Regions from separate parts of the Gossypium hirsutum genome. Here region 1 is linked to region 2. A link is a contact called in public Hi-C data. All regions are on one chromosome and are shown on one strand. Each heading gives the region's core, a stretch centred on a gene start, on an enhancer-like site or on the middle of the called end of the contact. The rest is flanking DNA. Distances are from core to core; before and after follow the strand shown. Region 1 has its middle 18 kb from the start of LOC107910444. Region 2 holds the start of LOC121214512.

What was found. Hi-C and Micro-C count contacts between places; a contact is called where the count stands out from the background.
Region 1: a Hi-C map of leaf shows a contact between it and region 2, with 4 times the contacts expected there. The contact joins the enhancer-like site here to the promoter of LOC121214512 in region 2. A contact is called at or near these places in 11 of 34 Hi-C or Micro-C datasets (callus, fibers, leaf and 2 more).

The regions. Positions count from the first base shown.
Region 1 is chrD02:10,573,498-10,578,928 of Gossypium_hirsutum_v2.1, forward strand. No RefSeq gene overlaps it. Among protein-coding and RNA genes, the nearest start is that of LOC107910444, 18 kb to the right of the region's middle. Within about 2 kb of position 4,139, at least 3 of the 9 cell types and tissues checked have an H3K27ac peak or open chromatin away from gene starts, as enhancers often do. A contact at or near this core is called in leaf, where this site is marked.
Region 2 is chrD02:10,372,523-10,378,130 of Gossypium_hirsutum_v2.1, forward strand. It overlaps LOC121214512, which reads right to left and starts at 3,674. Exons shown (of 2, transcript XM_041088282.1): 1 at 2,855-3,674; 2 at 2,050-2,807. The coding sequence starts at 3,133. The coding sequence ends at 2,652. LOC107910450 (serine/threonine-protein kinase STY46) reads left to right here. Exons shown (of 16, transcript XM_016838284.2): 12 at 472-567; 13 at 925-1,005; 14 at 1,095-1,145; 15 at 1,627-1,767; 16 at 1,850-2,103. The coding sequence ends at 1,879.

The sequences.
Region 1 (5,431 bases), core at 2,889-5,388, 200 kb after region 2:
CCTTTCGCGCCCTTTCATTTTGGTCCTTATTTGTTTATTTTATTATATTTTTTACCTTTAATTTCATTTTTGTCCTGATTTAGTCCCAAATCTATTTGATTTCAATTTATTTTCGCAAAATTTTTATTTGTTTATTTTAAACCTTTTTCTCATATATTATTTATTTTAAATTGTTTTATTATTATTTATTTTAAGTTTTCCACATATCATGTATTTTAAACTATTTCAAACTATTATCCATTTTAAATTTTTTATATATTATTTATTTTTAAACTATCATATATATTATTTATTTTGAATTGTTTTTTTTATATATATCATTTATTTTTTAACTGTTTTGTATATTATTTATTTTAAACTTTTTATATATTATTTTTAAACTGTCTTATATGTTATTTATTTTAAATTGCTTTGTATATTATTTATTTTAATTTGTTTTACATATTATTACTTTAAATTGTTTTATACTATTTACTTCAAATTGCTCTATATATTATTTTGTTTCGTTTTCTTTGATTGTTAATATTGATATTAAAGTGACATGTGTTGTGTGATTATTGTCATTATGTGTATTATAATTCGTTTATTAGTGTTTTCATATTATTGTGATTCATTAGTGTAACATTTATTCGTAAATTATTACTCCATGTTTTATATTATTATTCCATCACATTTCATTAAAATCACTTCAAAGGTCGCGTTTAATTTTTTCCTTTATCCATAATGGGCCATTTTATTATATTTCAACTAAATAGCACGCATCGTTTAGGTTTTGTAATCGCTATTATTCAAAAAAAGATTTTTAAAAATAAGGTAATGTTTCGTTTTTGAAAATTCGAGAAGTCGTACCTTAACTTACAGGGTTTTGATTTTTTCATTAAATCTAAACAACTAAACATCCTTCTAAATTTAAAATACCTAAGTTTTGAATAAAAATTAAAGGCAAGCTTATTCTCGAGGGTTCAATTGTCGCATCCTAACTTACGGGATGTGGCATATTGTTATCACAGGATGAGTGAGCCTTTGATGCTCGTTTCAAATTAATTCAAGCATTTTTAAAATTAACGTTAATAAAAGGGAAGGATTGTATTTAAAATTCTTTCAAAGTTTTCAATTTTTGACATTTAGACATTAATTAATTAATTAGGTGTCAATTTTGGGCTTGACGAGGATGCTTATCCTTCCTCGCACGTAACCGACTCCCGAACCTGTTTTCTCGAATTTCGTAGACTAAAATCGTTGTTTTGATAAATCGAAATATTTTATTAAAACAATCAAATTACAAGGTGACCCGATCACACCTCATAAAAAAAAGATTGGTGACGATTGTCATTTTCATTTTAAATATAAAGGTCGACCCATACAAAAAAATGGTTTCGACAATACTCTAGATCTGTTCCGTACTGTTTATACAACTATTATTAAGTTCTTTGCGTTACTACGATTTATATATTACGCTCTGTTTATTTATATTTGAGTTTGGTTATACGCTATGTTTGGTAACTTGCCCTTTGTCTTACCTTTATTTGTTCAGGAAAACATCTGGTTTAGGATTGGACGACGTACAGGAGCTCAGATTGTTTTACACTAAAATAACTACGATTTAATCTTTTAGGTTTGTAATATGTTTTGGACTTGCCTTGTTTTTTTTTTATAATCCCATTAGTATTTCTGATTTTCAAAGTTAAAACTCTGAAAAAGAATCAGTTTTTAATACGTTAGCGTAACCCTTTGAGATTCGACTTGAACTTCTAAGTCGGGCTTGGGGTGTTACATAAGTTTTATATGAAAGATATCTTTTTTTACAGGACTATAAATCAAAATTTTAATAAGCATTTAAATAAATTATTTTTATTGACTTAAGTATTAAATAAGTCAAGTACTTTTTCCAAAAGAAATATCAATTAAGTCTTTTTTTTTTCGAAAAATGCACATAATTAAGTTCTTAGATATTAAAAATCCATCAATTAAACTTTTTGACTAACAATTTTCATCATTAATTGTTACTTTATTTATGCCACTAATAACAATCTTTGAGTCAGCCATTCAGCTATTAATGTTAGTCAAAAATAAAAAAAAAATTCAAAAGAATATAAAAATTATTGAAAATATTAAGTTCATAATGAATTTAGATATATGGACATTCAAGTTTATTTAAATATGGATATCCATTTGTCTAGATTCACTTTGGTTGTAATTTTTTTAATTATAAAATTTAAAAATGTAAAAAGAAATTATTAAAAATTTAAAATATTATAAAATTATAAAAAGAAGGAGAAGTGGTGGTTACTTTTTAGTTTACCATTTCAACAAAGGAATAATATTTGATGTATCGACGATGCATAAGCCTCATCCATCATAGTGAACAATAATATGAGATATCATCAATAAATTAAACAAAAAATTTGAAGACTTATAAATAAATACTAATAATTTTATTTAAATATAATTAAGCATTATTCGTAACTATTATAAATAAATATTAATAATTCTCGAATTTAGGATCTTAAGTTTATGGGTTTAAGGTATCGGGTTTAGATTTCAAGATTTTAACATTTATTTATAACTAATTATTATTTAATTATGTTTAAATAAAATTATTAGTATTTATTTATATGCCCTCCATTATTTTTTGTTTTATTTAATGATGATGTGTTATGTTATTATTCACCAATGGTGCATGGAACTTATGCACCGATAGTGCATCAAATATTCTTCCTTCAACAAAAATATGTGTTTTTTTATAACAACTTTTTATAATTTTATTTGTTATATAATACTATTTTTTTCTCATATCATGGATATGTCATAGTCTAGTAAAAAAATTAAAGTCTTTCGAATTGACAATGAAAATTTTATCTCTATAGTGTTTACTTTTTTTTTTTTCACTTTAGCTCTTAACTTCAAAAATTTAGTCAAATTATTATTTTTAGATGAAAAATTGATTGAACCATAAAATTTTAACCACGCCAACTTGACTATTTACATGATAGTTCACAAGTATTTCATAAATATTTAAAATAATAAATAAAAATTAATAGAAACTTTAATAAATTAAAAAATTCATAAATTTTTAAATATTAATATCAGTAATGCCATTAAAATTTTTAAAATTGAACTAATTTATTTATAAAAAAAACACATTACTCTACCTAAATTTTGAAAGTTGAGATTAAAATCGAATGAGATTAATTAATGTAGACGTAAATCTAATGATGTGATATTTTTTTATAAAAGAAAGGCTTCATATTTTTAAACAATATTAATTATAAATACCATTTCAGCTTTTGATCTTTGATGGCATCTTCAATGGCATATTCCTAGAAAGGCACATTATTATTATTATTATTATTATTATGGTCATAGAAATGACATTATTATTTTTTATAGAGCAAATCACATCATTGAGTATTACTCCATGTGCATTGTAATCGTACCCAAATTTCTATGATTTATTATCCTATGACTTGATTGGACTTCGCAAATCTTAGACTGGTAGACTGAAATAGTTATGACTTTTTTTTTCCTTTCGATTGAGAAGATACTGCCAGCGGATACTAAATATATTATAATAAATTCTTTCAATTTATACATTCAAAATAATTATATTCATAATCAATTATTCAGTGTATACTAATTAAAATATATTCAAATTTAAATACGTAATGTGAATATTTATATATTAGGAGTTAGATTTTATTTTATTTTATTTTTTAAAAAATAAATGAATTAATCTCGAATTGATCTTTTAGTTAAAAATTTTATTCGTTTCTACTGTTATACTTCATGTCGATGCACATGAACTAGTTTTTAACATTAGAAATAGATGAAATCTTTAATAAAATGACCGATTTACTATTTGATCTAACATATAAAGACTAATTTACTCATTTTTTTAAAATAAAAGAGACAAAATATAATGAGATGATATTAAATAAAAATAAATTTAAAGAAAAGCTGAGTGTAACACAAGCTTCCAAAATGCTTAAAAGATTGAAGTGGAAAGGAATTATGATTGGGCTCTTAACTTGGTTAGGTTGTTGCCCAATGTTTGTATCAGTCCCTCCAACTAAAAGGCATGGAATCTCTCTCATTCAAACAAAGCCCAGAATACAGACCTTTCGCTTCACTATTTGTTGAAACTGGATCAATCATATACTCAACCCTAATGTCTACACTTCTTCGCCAACAAGGAACATTATCCCAAGGCTATACTCATCTGTTTTCATCGTTCATATAAATACCCCTTTCAACCAAATTCATCTTTCTCAATAAAAATTATAAAATGATTCAAAATATTTCTAAAAATTCTAAAATTTATATAATTTTAAAAAATCATAATCTTTAAAAAAATTTAAAATTTAAAAAATTTCTAAAATAGTAATTTGGAGACTTAAATAAGTTAATTAATAATTCAAGCTTATCATTCTTTTCTCTTATTTTGCTTTGAAATTCTTTTTCAAATATATATGGTTTCAAATTTATGTGTTTTAACATGAAATTAGTTATACTGTAATAAGATTTTAATTTAACATGTTTATTTTTTTTAATTTAACTCGAATAATTTTACTTAATTTAACTTGACTTAATTCAAAAATTATAAATCGAATTAAAATGATAAAATAAGACTCGTCAACTTAATTAACTTGAAAATTTTCACTCAATTTAATTCAACCCTCCACCCTACTTCTATCATTCAAAATCCTGTTATTTGCTTTTCACTACATGCTATATGATGACCTCGTAACAACATCATTATCTAGAATTCTTTTAAAATTATTACAAGAACTCTAAAAATTATTAATGGGAGACCACTGACTGTTTTTATTTTCATTATTGTAAACTACAAGTTTATACTCCTTTTTTTTATTTTGCATGTTTTATCATTTGTTAATGCTTATTTCTTTAAGGAGTAAAAGCATGTGAAAATGTAGTGAAAATAGGAAAATTATTAATGTCGTCTCTTCACTCTTGTTTAATGTTTGTAAACTGCAAACATTTTATTATCGTAAAAGTTATAATTAAATTATAATTTTAAAAAAATTAATTTCACTCCTTGATGATCCCATGGTGGCATCTAAGTCTAACAACTCACTAATTTATAAATCCTTCTTTATATATATTGCTAAAATGTTAAATAAGTCCTTCAAAAATAATTAGAAAATTCAATTAAGTTCCTCATAGAAAAATTACACTTAATTGAACCTTTAAATCATTATTTGTACTTAATTAATAATTTGTCAACTATCATACCAACACTTAACGGCCCGTCAGGGGCTAATGAATTCAAGCATTTTAATTAGGTACATATCATGATTCACATGCTCAAATTGATGTATTTTTTGGTGAGGGGCTTAACTACTTTTTATTTTTAAATTATTTTTAGGGCTTATTTGATATTTTAACCTAAATTTTTACCTTTTTTTATTAC
Region 2 (5,608 bases), core at 2,424-4,923:
TCATCATAAGTAGCAAGTAGTCATCATAAGTAGCAAGTTGTACTGTTGTAGCTGGACTTAACTGGTTTCTTGTTATTGTAATTTGGCATGTTTTCTTACATTGTTTATGATGATAACTTCTATAATGTTATTGTCACAAGCAAACCTCTTGCTTTTGGAGTTCAAATGTTTTTGGGAACAGTAGGCGTTGCATTTGGTGTAGCATGTGGAATTTGGGATAGTTTAGGATACCTTACTAGTCCTAATATCGAAGTTGTCATGAATCAAGCAGCTAATTTTGATTTTTTTTGTTTTCATCTCATATTTTGGTGATTAAGGTTTTAAAGTATTTTATTGGTGGTACTGAGTTTGGGAGGTTAACTGAAGTAATCTGTATTGGCATCTGTACAATTGTTCACTTAACAGTTCAAAGGGAGATTTTTGCAACATTTCATATTTTCTAAAATCGGGAACTTTATGTTTTCTCTCAAGGTTGTCAAGGTGGCAGATTTTGGTGTCGCCCGGTTCTTGAACCAAGGAGGAGTAATGACAGCTGAGACTGGGACATATAGATGGATGGCACCTGAGGTCTGAATTCTCCTATTTGTTTTCTTTTTCTCCATACGATAGACTCACTCAGTGGCTGTGTTGCCTCGTTTAATTATTCAAAATTTGGTATATATTTGATGATTCTGATGGGGGAAAATTTGTGGAAATTACCTCTAATGCTGTTCTTTTTATAATCGCTCTAATATTCAGATACTTTGTTCCTTCAGTCTGTTTTATCGCAAAAATTAAATGAGCTACAGTTTTCAATTTTCAGTTCATATGTTATACACCTGGTCATTTATCACATTTTTTCCTTGCTTTGTACGTTAACCATCATTGTGTTCGGCTTTTTGTTAGGTATTGTATAATCATCTTACTTTATTTTACTCCCACTAGGTTATAAACCATCAGCCCTATGATCAAAAAGCTGATGTATTCAGTTTTGCTGTTGTACTGTGGGAGCTAGTGACAGCCAAGGTATTTTCCTGAGATTATACAGAGTTGATGAACAATTTGATGTCAAAACGTTTGGAAACTATTGATAAATTTTTTCCTTGGTACTGCAGGTTCCTTACGATACCATGACACCACTACAAGCTGCACTGGGAGTGAGACAGGTCAGCATTTATATTTCGGGAATTAAACAATAACCTCACCCGTACCATAATTTCATATCAAGCTTAAGAATTTTTTCAGTATCTGAGATCTTTTATTGACTTTAGTTTCCTTTTTTGCTCGTATTATTACTACATCATGCATTGGATTGAAGCTATTGTCTTTGTAATGTTTTATGGATTTTTTTTGTCCAATTTTGAGCATGATGTTAAGGTGGCTTCCCTTTCATTTAGTAAGGAATATGTGCAGTTTGAATGTCCATCAGATACTTTATAGCTTTCGCAATATGTTCTTGAGTTCCATTTTTCTAGCATGCTATCTGCCCTGAAATGTACTTATCTTCTGAGTCTCCTACTCCCTTTGGGCGCTTTGAAGCCTGCTTAATACACACCCAAAGGGAGCTTCAATCTGTTATGTTAATAAATCTGGGGCTGTTAACATGGGGGCAAAAGCTTTTCTTATGTCTTTTTTGTTCTCTTTCAGGGCCTGCGTCCGGAACTACCTGAGAATGCACATCCAAAACTCTTAGATTTGATGCAGAGATGTTGGGAAGCAGCTCCTGACAAGCGACCGTCCTTCTCGGAGATAACAACTGAGCTTGAGACACTTTTTGAGGAAGTTAAGGTATACAATCTTCACAATTAAGTTAACTTTTACTTTCTTTGAAGAGTGATTTCTTTGCATGTAATAAAGTGTAAAATTACAGGAAACAACAGAAGCAGTAAATGGGAACTGAAGATTTTTGTTATGTAAGTAAGCTGATTGACACATTTTAATATATCTTTTCATCACATAGTAAGTATAACTACACACGGAAGGGACACCCTAAACAAAATGCTGATTCGCAATTCTTTTTTGGTTGTCTGTTTTGTTTTTGTAATAACACTCTCTTACTTGAACATGGTGTAGAAAGAAAAAAAATATGCTTAAATGCAAATATGATACGAAATTTCCTCGCTAGGTGATAGTTTTCTTCTGGCTATTATATCACCGTTCTTAAAGTACTTTCATTTATTTGTTGTTATTTTGCATTAAAAGAAAAACTTGATTCTTTAATGGATAAATTTTTTCTCCACTATTTTTTCCCCAGTAGTTTACTTTTTTTTTTCTCGTAGTTAGGACATTGTATTTAAGTTCTATTCTTTGAGTAGTTACATAATTAATTGTAATATAAGTCACATTACACTTCCAAGGAAAGAACACTGATACAAATTTTGGAACCGATATTCTTGGCAGGATTAGCTATGAACCTGAAATAATTAGGGAAGAGAAACTCATGTTGCCATTTGAACTTGCCATCCATGAATCATTTGATTTATGGCAATGGTTAACCAAGGCATCCTTGATTTCCAAGACAGATCAAAACTATAGCAGTGGATAGTTAATTCCACAAATCTAAAATAAATACCCAAAATTAATTTAAACATAAAAATTTCATCTCTTTAATTTGTACAATAATAACGACACTATCTATCTTGAGCATAATTTCTCAATGATCCTTTCCCGCCTCAAGAAACACACCATTGATCAGAATTAGGCACCCCATTCCCACACTTAGAATCGTCCTCGCACTCTGAATCGTCCTCGCACTCTATCAATGCCTCCGTTTGAGCTTCCTGTGCCATGGTTTCCGCCAACTTGTCTGGACTTATCACCAACTTCACCTTTCACACTCTGGGTGTTGCTGACTCATCCGTGTCGGTTCTCTTCAACATTCGATATGGAGACGAAGAAGTAGATACGAGATCGTTGTTGTTGAGGGGTAGGTAGTTAGTAGAGCTAGCCTACGCGGAGCTTTTTGTTTTGAAGTAGTGGCTGCCTTTTGTTGTGAGGTAGTTAGTAGGGTGTGGTAAATGGCCATGTCTGGGAACTTTTTGGTTATGCACATGGCGGTGATGGGTGGTGGTAGCTCCATGATTCCGCCATTGGGTGTTGCCACTTTTATTGTTTCTACAGCTTCACTGAATGGTTTGAAAACGAAATTGCCCATATTAGGTCACTGCTTGCCCTCTTTTGGTGTCCTTGTGAGCATACTAGGGTTCATTAGCAATTTTATCAATTGCTAGCACATAGTTGACTTCAATCATTCCTTCCACTACCTTTTCACGAACAAAGCTACAATGCTTCATTAGAGCATGCTAGACAAGATTTGCAGCGTGGGTCACAGCATTGGTGGTAGCACACCATATGTAGGTACATGTGGCAAGTTGATACCCATCTTACATAGCTGTAACATGATCCTCATCATCACACAGTGTTTGCCTAGCGTCAATATTCAGCTTTTGCTGAAGACTGAGATACAACCACTTGCTTCTTGGAGCTTCAGCCAATGGTTAGGAACAGTCAATATTCAGCATAAACTGTTTCAATTGCCTCAATATGAGTAGCCTACCAAAACTTAAATTTTTGCATGGCTAGAACAGTAGCCCTTGATATAGCGTTCCTTTGAGATATTTAAGGATACAGTTGGTAACTTTGCTATGTTATACTTCGTAAATCGACTTTGTTAATATTTACGAAAATAATGAAAAATGTAGGCGGGACAAACGAATAAAGTAATTGCTTATATATTATTCCACTCGAAGGATACACGTTAGAAAAGCTAGAAAATAGAAAGAAAATATCTAAACCATACAATTACTTCTACAATTCAATCTATAAATTTTAAAGATTTTTACGTATAAGCTATATTTCATTATCTCCCTCAAGTTAGAGTGTAAATGTTATAAATATAATACACTTGAACTCCATAAAGAGTTTTTATGAAAAGATCTCATGGTTGATTTCCAAATTTCACACATATTGTGGAGGAATTTTTTGTTGAATCTTTTCACGATGGATGAAATGACCATATATCTCAAAAATTGTAAAATTCAATATTAGAGATAATATAAAGAGCAACTTAATTATCAAGGCATATTTTTGTTGGTAATAATTTTTAAAACCAACTTCATTCTATAGTTGTATACCCATATTATTTCACTCACAAATTGTGCCATGACTTTATATTTCGATTTTGCACTAGATTAGTACGTTACATTTTGTTTCTTGTTTTTCCACGAAATTAAATTCCTTCTAATAAAAATGTATTATCTCATAGTGGATATTTTGTTGACTTTGGATCTTGTCCAATTTGCATAAGAACAAAACATTCAATATTGGTGTGTCGATGATTCCTATACAATAGCCCCCGTCTATGACCTCCCATCAAATAACATACAATTTGTTCCAAGATTTCCCAATGATTAACAATTGGAGATGAAATGAACTAGCTTAGAACACCCACAGGGTGAGCAATATATGTGAGTTGTAGATGAGGCATTATTGGTGTGCTTTCGTTATTTTTACCGATAGAGAACATATTTTCTCTAAGACAGACATCACCTTTCTTACTTCATGTGACCTCAACCCCAAAGAGATACTTCAAGTACTCCAAATCTTTAGTTTGAAACTGAATATGAAGAAGAAAACTTCAAAGATGAAATGCCTGGAATATTGCTTCCAGTAATGACAATATCACCAACATACACGATTAAAAGGATTATACTAACCTCAGATTACTTATAGAACATCGAATGATAACAATTACTTTTCTTCAATCCAATTATTGGATTACCTCACTAAATTTACCAAACTAAGCTCGAGGGCTTTGTTTCAAACCATACAAAGATTTGCAAAGACAACATACTTTCCCGTTCTCCCTTTGAACAACAAATTCATTGTGGTTGCTCCATATAGACTTCTTCATGAAGACCATCGTGTATCTTGATGTCTAGTTGATGTACGGGCCAATCGTGGCAGCTATCATCCAAATTTTTCGATATAGAAAGAGGCACTATTTTAGGACACACTAGTGAAATTCTAAGAAAAAAATTGAAAAAGAAGATTGATAAAGAGAAATTTTAAAGGATTTATAATGATTTATGGTCGAAAATCAATGAAGTAAATTTTGTATGTGAAAAGGTGGAAAAATGACTAAATTGAAAAACTAAAAAAGTATGAGGATTAAAGTGTAAAGTGACCAATTAGGGAAATTATAGATTGATAATGATTTATTGATATTAATATGTCATGGGAAATGTATTTGTATCAAGAAAAACAAGTTTGAACTAAATTGAATAAAATAAAAAGTACAAGGACCAAATTCAAACTATTCCATTTTGGTCTAAAAAGGATAAAAATGTAATTTTTGTATGGTTGAATATTATTATGGACCTTTATGATGATATGTGAAGTTTTAATGTGTTAGTGTCACATTTGGTATTAATAAAGTGAAGTGAGACGAGAAAGGGACTAAAAGTATAAATTCTCCATTAAAAGATATTTTGGGACTTTTCAATAATATATTAATGATGGTTTTAGAATTTATCTTTGTATTGATATTAGAAATTTTAAAGCATGGAAAATTGTGGGTCATCCATTTACATTTTGTGTTGATTTTGACTATCAAAGGAATAAAAGAAAG